2 separate regions of the Mus musculus genome follow, and region 2 is linked to region 1. A link is a contact called in public Hi-C data. All regions are on one chromosome and are shown on one strand. The core of a region is the stretch at or near the end of the contact, and the rest is flanking DNA. Distances in the headings are between cores, read along the strand shown.

Region 1 (4,373 bases), core at 923-3,422:
TGGGCAACGGGTTAGATGTTTTCAACTCTTCTTACTTGATCTTCATAGCTGTCTTCTATAGCTCTCTTTAGAGGTAAGGAAATCAAGATTCAGAAATGTGGGGTCAGGGGGCCAGGTCAAGAATGGGAGGGAGGCTTGGAGCAAGAGTGAGGTTGAGGTACATTGAAACCTTGGAAATCTCGTTCTGAGATTGGCTGATGTAGGATCACTTCCTCACCCAATCCCCCGCCCTAGGCCTGCATAGTCCAGCCCATGGACCACCTTTGCCTCACCAGAGGTCATGAACCTGAGAACCAGGTTAAACTTCCTTTCCCCTAATAAGTCAAGACCTGCAGCACCTGGAATTCTTCCTTATGCAAATGAGGCACCCACAGCACCCTGGCCCCAGCCAATGATGTGCACTCACCCAAAAGCCCCTACTCCCTCCCCAAAGGTTTAAATAGCCTTTGTTCCCCCAATTAAATGAGTCTTCTCACTAAGCCTGTCTGTTCTCATTGCCCTTACTGGCTGCCTGAGGTCTCCACCCCCTAGCCCAATCATTCCTGCCTTGCTTGAATTGGAGTCTGAAAGACAAGAAAGCAGAGTCACTACTTGAGATGCATTTTTTCCTCAGGGATCCAGTGCTAGGAGTTTAGTCCTCCTGTGGTGATGTGGCTGTGCTCCCTGGCTACCCCACTCATTCAGTGGGCTCGCTGGGCTGCCTTTCTGTTATGGTAAGACACCATAAATAAAAGCAACATCTTCAAGAAAGAATATTTTGGCTTACATTTCCAGAGGGATAGGAGTTCATCAGGCCAGGGACGCATAGCAGAAAGCCGAGAGAGCCTACCTCAACAACAGACAGCGAACTGGAAGTAGGGCAAGACCATGTGCTCTCAGAGCCTGCTTCCAGTGACGTATTTCCTTCAAGAAAGCTGGCATGTCCTACCCATCCTCAAACAGGGTCACTATCAGGGGACCAAGTATTCAAATGCCTGATTCTATAGAGAACATTTTTCCGTATAAACTACCATGGGTACCCTACTACCATAAGGCTTTCCCTAGCGCTAAAGTGATGTCATTGAGTCTCCAGCACTGTGAGCTAACTAAATCACATTACTTTATAAACTGACTTACTATTTTGTCATGGTAATGCCCAGCAAATAATAGTACAAGGTTAGGGTTCAAATTCCTGCCCTCGGATTCCCCATGAATTCTTGAGCTTTGGTTGTGACAGGTTTTACTTGAATGTCCCAAACTCTTGTGAGAATAGACGCATTCAAGCCATTAGTTATGACAACTGGCTTAGTTATACTTAAATGTTCTGCAAACAACAAAATCATCCCACTTAAATCGTGCCTCTCCCATCATGTGAGTCTAAGTTAGGCACTCTTGCTTACTCTGCTCCTCTGAGCTGGCTAGAAATACTGCCACCAGTGTTACAAGTAAGACTGCACTGATTTGTGAAACCATTTCTAATTATCGCTGTACCTAAGTATCGTCACCACAAACAACAAAAGCTATCATTCCATTTACACTTTCAATCCTATAAACAACATTTGTGGAACACATATTTTCCAATAATGTACTGAGAAAGTGCCGGGAGCACACACTCGTGCGCACATGTGTACACACACACATGCGTGCATGCACACACACACACACACACTACTCCTTTTCAAGTTGCTTGTAGTTTACATGGACTGGTTTCAGCTCAGATTTGGCCAGATTCAAAGAAAAGACTTCAGTTAGGTCCCAGCCTCAAGTTCAAGAAAACCTCAGTCTCTTTCACTGTTGTTTGTGTAGCTTTCTTGCGTGGAAAAAACAGAAAACAGAAACACAACTCTAGGCTTTTCTAGGTCTGAGGGATAAACCAGATGTGTGGGTATGGAGGGCAGCCTGTTGGTGTGGCACAGGAAAAGCTTGACTGGAAGGAAATGCCCACCTTTGCCCTCCTCAGTGTCCCTCCTAAGCGCAGCACAAGCTCTGCCATGGTCTGACAAGTTCTGCTTTGTTTTGAAGGAGGCTCCTGCTCTGCCAGCCTGAGCCTCGTGAGGAGAGAGAAGCCTGCCATTTTGCACACTTTTGCCTTTTCAGCTGTTTATTTTACTAAGACTCTTAAACCTGTCAGCGAAGCGGTTTCCAGTCCAGTCTCTGTGGTAATAATCTCCCTTTTAGAGCGATAAGCACTCAAAGTGAGACAGACTGGAAGGCCGACGGACACTGCAAAGTTGCTGAATTCACTGGACTCTTTGAAGATGCCTCATGGGTCAGGCTTTGGATTAGCTTTGGGGGCGGGGGCGGGGGCAAGTACAGTTTAAGATATCACAGACTCTTTAGAGATGACTAGAACTCTGTCAGTGGCAATGATCTTATGCAACCTGAGGTCTGTCCAGAAGCCATTAGTCTTGTCTTTTGTTTGCTGATACAATAATGATTTTATTCAAACTGCAGACAGTAAAATACATAGAGGAACCCATCCCTTTCCAAGGCTCAGGCAGGTGACTGGTCGAAGCTTTATGGAATGATAGAGCAGATCTAAGTGTGCTTCCTGCCTGCGGAGTGGAATGGTTATGTGACAGTGTACTAGATGATCTTGAGCTGTGGTGTGGTGTGCGTATGGGAAATTCTTCCCTGATTAAATAAAAGGCACATGAACCAAAACTCCATTCCTCCCTGTCTTTGAATATGACCATGGGAGGTATCATGCCTGGACTGTGGAAGCAGCCACGTTGTTTCTATGATCAAGAGGAGAGAGGATGGCCAGGAAGCCCGCTGGCATTGCCTTGTACAGAATGGTGCCCTTGTTGAAGACTGTTTGAATTTGATATTCTACCACCAGCTGAAAGCACCCTTTATCATCCACACTGGGAAGCCCTGAGCAGTGGGAAAGGCCTTCCTGTCTACTCTCTGCACCTATCACCGCTGATACGAAAGTGTCTCACTGTCTTGGCACCCAGATGAAGAAAATGGCGACATAATCTTCACTGGAGAGGAGCTACTATGTGATGTCTTTTGGTACCACACACCTTCCCTGTCACCAACCTGAGCTGTCTTTAGGGGCCTGAAGGGATGTTCCTGAACTGTAGTGGTTTGGCCTGCAATTCAGGCTTTGGACATATTACCAGCTCTTCCTCACGCCTCTCAGTATCGCCACTATGACTTGTAGCTGGATTCGCAGCTTCCAGTTCATTGTGCAGAGGTAAAAAACTGAGTCCTGAGGCAGTGGGCAGGCCAAGCTTTCAAATGAAGTCTGAACATCAGGAGCCCTGGCTTTGTTGAATAACTGTCTAGAAAATTCCTCAGGTCCCTCTTCTCCTTCCTCACCCATCCTGCTCCCCCCAGGCCCCTCACAGTCAGAGGTCATCACCCCTGTACGTCCTCAGGTCCATGTCCCTTCTACTTGGACATCTGCCCAAGGAGAGCAGCGGATGATGGCTTTAAAAAGAAAAAGGAATTTGGCCTGCAGAGACAGCTCAGCACTGGCTGCTCTTCCAGAGGACCTGAGTTCAATTCCCAGCATCCATATGGTGGCTCACAACCATCTCCAACTCCAGTTGCAAAGGGATCAGACACCCTCTTCTGGCCTCTGGGACATGGTACCTATGTGGTGTCCAAGCACACAAGCATACAGCAAGCCCATGTACATAAAAGTAAAAAATAATAAAAAATGAAACCCCAAATGAACAATGAATAAAGTATCTGTTTATCTTGAGAAAGCAGCCATTGATTGGGTAGATAATACAGTAAGAAGGAAATGTAATGTGAACCTGTACTTTACAGGTCTTTGGTCTATGTCATAACTTGGCATACCGTCACCTACTGAGACTTTGTCAAAATAGCGACTTTAGAACCACAGTTTCCAGTCAGCAATCTTAACCTCTACTTGAAGACATTCTCCCTGCTCCTTATGTGTGACGTTCAACTTCTTAGCCATTCTTGGTTCTTGGTCCGTCCGGGATGGATGAGAAGAGTGAGGTCCAGTCCTGCGGATGCAGGCAGCTCAGAAGCCCACTGAGACCAAGAGCCAGTACCCACATCCTCAACAGCAGCCTCTGCCTTCTTCACAGTGTAAGCAGCCTTCTTTAAAGGGAAGAAGGAGGGAAGGAGGGAGGAGAGGAGGGAGGGAGGGGGCAGGTTTAAGTAGTTCATACAGAATTTTTGGCCAAAGCTCTCCGCAGAAGCCATTAAGGTTTTCATATTTGCTGCTTTTACAATGTGAAATTTTAAGTAAAGGTTCAAAAACAGACCTAAAATAAGAGCTGCTACAGCTCCTGAATGCTGTGTGGGAACTACATAGAGTGTCACAGGGCCCCAGTTGCTCCAGACTAAGGCTTCCCAACTTCTGTGCTGGGTTTCCCAGCCTCTCCCAGCATCTTCTGGACCCGGCCCCA
Region 2 (4,373 bases), core at 1,227-3,726, 150 kb before region 1:
GCCATAGTCATCCCTTCTGTTGCTCTTCGACCTCCTCCTCCCTCCTTTCCCTTTTACCTCCTAATAGTCTGCTATTTATTGCATGTTTCTCCCACAAATTTTGACAAATGAGAGAAAACATAAGATACCCTGAGCTAGTTCTACCCATTTTTTTTACCTTTTGTTCTTTAGGGCTCAATAAAACTTTATTGTGACTTCAGGCACAACACTGAGATGCTAATGTGGAAGAACCTTATGTGTACTATGGATGGAGTTTCAATAGCTGTCGCTATTCACACTCTTGCTTTCATCTCACTCACCTTTTTGGTTTTTTTATTTTTATTTTTATTTTTTTACCTTCCAGACTATGTAACAGTAAGCCCTAAATAACATATCAGTTTCTTCATAAACTTATGTGCCTCTGTAACACGTGAAGACTGTTAGCACGCAGAGGACCCGGTGACTCCTAAATAACATCCAGCACCTAACGCACATTCAATTTTTGTGGATTTTTTTCAAGCACACCCCTTTTAATAGTTGATTTGTCCAGCTGGGATTCAGTAATGTCTCACATATTATGTTGGCTTGATATGCCTGTAAGTGATCTTAAATCAACAATGCATTTCTTTTCTTCTGCTTGTCATTCTATTTAGAAAAATATCACAGATTTCAAGAAAACTTCATGGAGCAAACACCACTCACGTTCACATTTCACCCAGCCGCTCCCAGCCGCTCCTTGTGAGAGTGCTGGGGATGGTGTATCAGAATTTCCACCTTCATAGCAATCAGCAGCACCATTGTGCTGAGCAATTGAGAGTTTATAGGTGTGTTGCAGACATTGTAACATCTCACCTTTGACCATTTCAGCTAGCGTCTCCTGAGATCAAGGACATTTAGTTACAAAGTCCCCATAGGATGTTTGCCTTGACTTTTGTCCTCAGAGTAGCATCCCTCTTCATCTTTTGTATCCCCAGGAGGAGCAAGCTTAAGCTTACTTTGAGAAGCGTCTGCATGGTCTTAAGGATGTAGCACATCCGCAGGTATGGTTACCACTGAGATATTTTCCTGTTGCACAGAGAGGACCTGCGTTTTCCAGTCTACAGTTGGGGAACAAGGAAGAGTTGGGATCCACGAGTTTTCATCTCTCTTTCTCAAGTGACTAGATTCTACCTGGAACACGAGAGCTTCGAAGATCATGAGACAGAGGGCACCTGGGTCCCGTGTGGATTTGCCAGTCTGTTTCTGCATCTGCTCGCTAGCCTCAAGCCTAGACAAGGCAGCTGGCCCATGTTGGTCCCTAATACCTACTTATAGTTGAGTATTTATTTAAGCCATAGAGGAGCTTGCTTTTAGCCAGTTAGCCAATTAAGGCAGCCTAGAGGAACATACATGGAAGTGGTCAAAAGACCTACCCCAGCCATCTCAATATCTAAGCCCCACTCCCTCAGGGGGCTTTTGTGAGCAGGCCAAGGGCCCCTTTCTCTCCTTTGCTGTGAGTATCGATGCCTCTCCCCACATCAAGAAATCTGGACCAACTTCAAGTAGTCCAGATGGTGTCGCATGCTCAACTCTGGCTGCAAGTTCATTAGTGCAGGTCTACAGAGTTGTACCTCATCTGAAGGACATTTAGTTGATACAGAGATGGAATAGAAAGGAAAATGCTTAAAAACAAACAAACAAACAAAAAACCAAAAACCAAAGCAGCGAATTCGGTGGAGTTACTGACTACCCACTACTCCTCTTTCCCCTGTGCTCTGTCTCAGGAGTCATCTTAGTTTAGACTTGACAAACATCCAGTCAGGAAAGGTCAAGCTCCCCCTAAAGGAAAGCTGGCAACAGTCACCGGGATGTGGGGGAAATCTGTGTTTTCAGGTGTTTTATAGAGGAAATGGAGAAGAACCGTACGTGTACAGCAGTGGTAGACTGGTACCCCTCATGATGTGGCATGACGTGGGCTTCATCATCATGGCTGTCACACATGATCATTCTTTTTAAATCCTGACCCTAGACTAAAGTCAAGGTTACCAGCAACATTTAAAGATTGACAGGGGTTGTTCGTTGTTGTTGAGACAGAGTTTTGCTATGTAGCCCAGGCTAGCCTCAAAGTCGAGAACCTCCCTCAACCACCTCAGTGCTGGGCTTCCAGGTGTGTACTACTGTGTCTATCTTCAAAAGCAAGAGCTCTATGTCTCAGAGAGAACAAGGGGGCTTTCCATATTTGCATTTCCAATGCAAATGATGACCTGGTTTTGAACTCGGTTCTCTTCAACTTAAAAGCCAATCCTTCTGCATCGAGTCCCCATTGCTTCCTTCGGAGCACCGGACTGACCACTTGATACCCAGCATGAATCTCCTTTCCCCTCTGCGCTTGATCCCTCCAGCTTCCACCTTCAGTCTCATTCTATCCATGGAGGCTCCTTTGGGGTGTTGAACATTCACAGAAATGCAATGCAGACACATACCTGCTCTTAGCAAGTCCAGGCAATGGGGATGGCAGAAAAGAAAAGGGCGGCGGCGGCATGGGGGATGATCGTTTTTAGTAAGTCAGCCATGCCTGCGCTTAGCATCAAATAACCCGCTTTGAGAGCTGAGTCTGCTGAACAGGGAGAGCTACTGTTAGATTGAAGGTGACACCTTCCCACCATCAACCCGCTCCCACCCAACCCCCACCAGAATCTGGACTGAAACAAGAGAGGGTGTAAGAAGAGAAAGATGCTGCTAAGTACATGGGACCAAACAGAAAGGTCAGGACCGCTTCGGTCCCCAGTCTGCCCCAGTGACTCACAGACCAGCACAGCTCCAATTCTTAGCTTACATGTGGGAGTTGAAAGTCTGAAGCTGGGCCAGAAGTCTGGCCTGGTCACAGACTGAACTTCTCAGTAGGCTGAAAGGGAAGATTGGAGCCTGGGAAGTCTGTTTAGATGGATTTTATCACCAATTAGGGAAGGGATTTCTCGGCTCTCCTCATTCATCTTGGGCCTGGGTCATTCACCTTTAATCTCTATAACTAAAGGATTAAACACACCACGTCTTGGCTCCTCAGAGAATGTTTGGCCCTCTCGTTTCTTCTGAGAGTTTTGCCTATATATGTTCTCAAGACACTCAGATAATTGGAAGACTGCAGAAAAAAAATAGCAGGAGTGCCCCCATTTTCCACGCCTTTTTCAAGGGCAGCATGGGGCGTAACAGAAAGGGCGTCTGGAGGCAACACTGTATTATTTGTTCCTAGAGTTTACATTTACAAACTATTTACAAACTGTGTGATGTTGATCACATTCCCCAGCCTCTCTGAGCCTCAGAAGCCTCATCTACAAAAGTACCACTGGTCTGGTGACTTAGGACCAAATGCCTCCATCTGTTCGAAAGATGCTGAGGTTGGCATTTTTCCCCTCTCTGCCTGCACACACTCATCTTCCCTTCTGTGCTAACACATGAGAGCACGTTAGAAAAGGCTCCACCTGCCTTTTATTTTTTCTGACAAGGCTGTGAAGAGTCTAGCATCTCTGAAATCTAGATAACTATCCCACCTTGACCATCGTGTTTATAGGAGATATGCCAAGGAATGGAAACTGCTCATCCTATCCAAACTCTTGCTGCAGCTCAAAATACACAGGAGCAACAGGCTGGGGAAGTCCAGACACACTAGCGGAGGTGGAGGGACGTCTCTGCTAGGCAGAACCAAGGGCACAAGTTAAAAGAATGGCCGTCTGTTTCTCTTGTGGATTTGTAGTGCTGGCCCTCCTCTCCAGGATCTGAAGGTTTAATTGCTGGAGGCAACTGGAAAGGAATTCAGTCACTGGGAGCAGAAACAAATTAGCACAAAAGCTGGCCCAAACGCTCCGCACCAGAGTTCTGTAATTGCCTGAGTTGGATTCAAATCAGACAAGATAGCCAAGGAGATAGCGGAAGGCCTTTGATAACCAGAGTGGAGAAAAATTACTGGGCAATTAAAGAAAGCAAACACAATGCTGTTGTTTTTTACTGTAGGCCTCCAGCGAACTTTTAGTTTTATTCTACATTTTTTTCTCCAAAAAAGCAAAATATTTTTGTAAGCTGGAATGGCCAATGGGGGAAACATGGGGCAGAAGGATGAGGTGAAATGCACTAAGTCAGAGATGAATGGTTGATGATGGCAACCTAGGTCTCGTTTTAAGTAGTATTTATTTTATTTTTGACACGTGCGTGCATGCATGTGTGTGTGTGATGGAGGGGATGTGTGCTCAGGTGTCGGGGTGCCTGTGGAGGCCAGAAGAAGGTGTTGGATCTCCTGGAGCTGGAGTTACAGGAGGTCTGTGAGGGGCCAGTGTAGATGCTGGGAACGGAACTCTGTAAGAGTGGGCTGCTCTCCTACCTGCCAAATCATCTCTTTAGCATGGGGCCTCGAGTTTTAGGAA

Evidence for each region. A called contact is a pair of places that touch in the nucleus more often than the background predicts.
Region 2: a Hi-C map of uterus shows a contact between it and region 1, with 2.3 times the contacts expected there. The contact joins two enhancer-like sites. A contact is called at or near these places in 7 of 484 Hi-C or Micro-C datasets (the N1E-115 cell line, embryonic fibroblasts, embryonic stem cells and 3 more), 4 of 115 datasets of contacts at active chromatin or transcription factors (bone marrow-derived macrophages, double positive thymocytes, embryonic stem cells and 1 more) and 1 of 9 other capture datasets (embryonic stem cells).

What each region holds. Positions count from the first base shown.
Region 1 is chr13:112,088,745-112,093,117 of GRCm38.p6, reverse strand. No RefSeq gene overlaps it. Among named protein-coding and RNA genes, the nearest start is that of Gm41062, 10 kb to the left of the region's middle. Within about 2 kb of position 2,172, at least 9 of the 459 cell types and tissues checked have an H3K27ac peak or open chromatin away from gene starts, as enhancers often do. A contact at or near this core is called in uterus, where this site is marked.
Region 2 is chr13:112,236,549-112,240,921 of GRCm38.p6, reverse strand. No RefSeq gene overlaps it. Among named protein-coding and RNA genes, the nearest start is that of Ankrd55, 50 kb to the left of the region's middle. Within about 2 kb of position 2,476, at least 8 of the 459 cell types and tissues checked have an H3K27ac peak or open chromatin away from gene starts, as enhancers often do. A contact at or near this core is called in uterus, where this site is marked.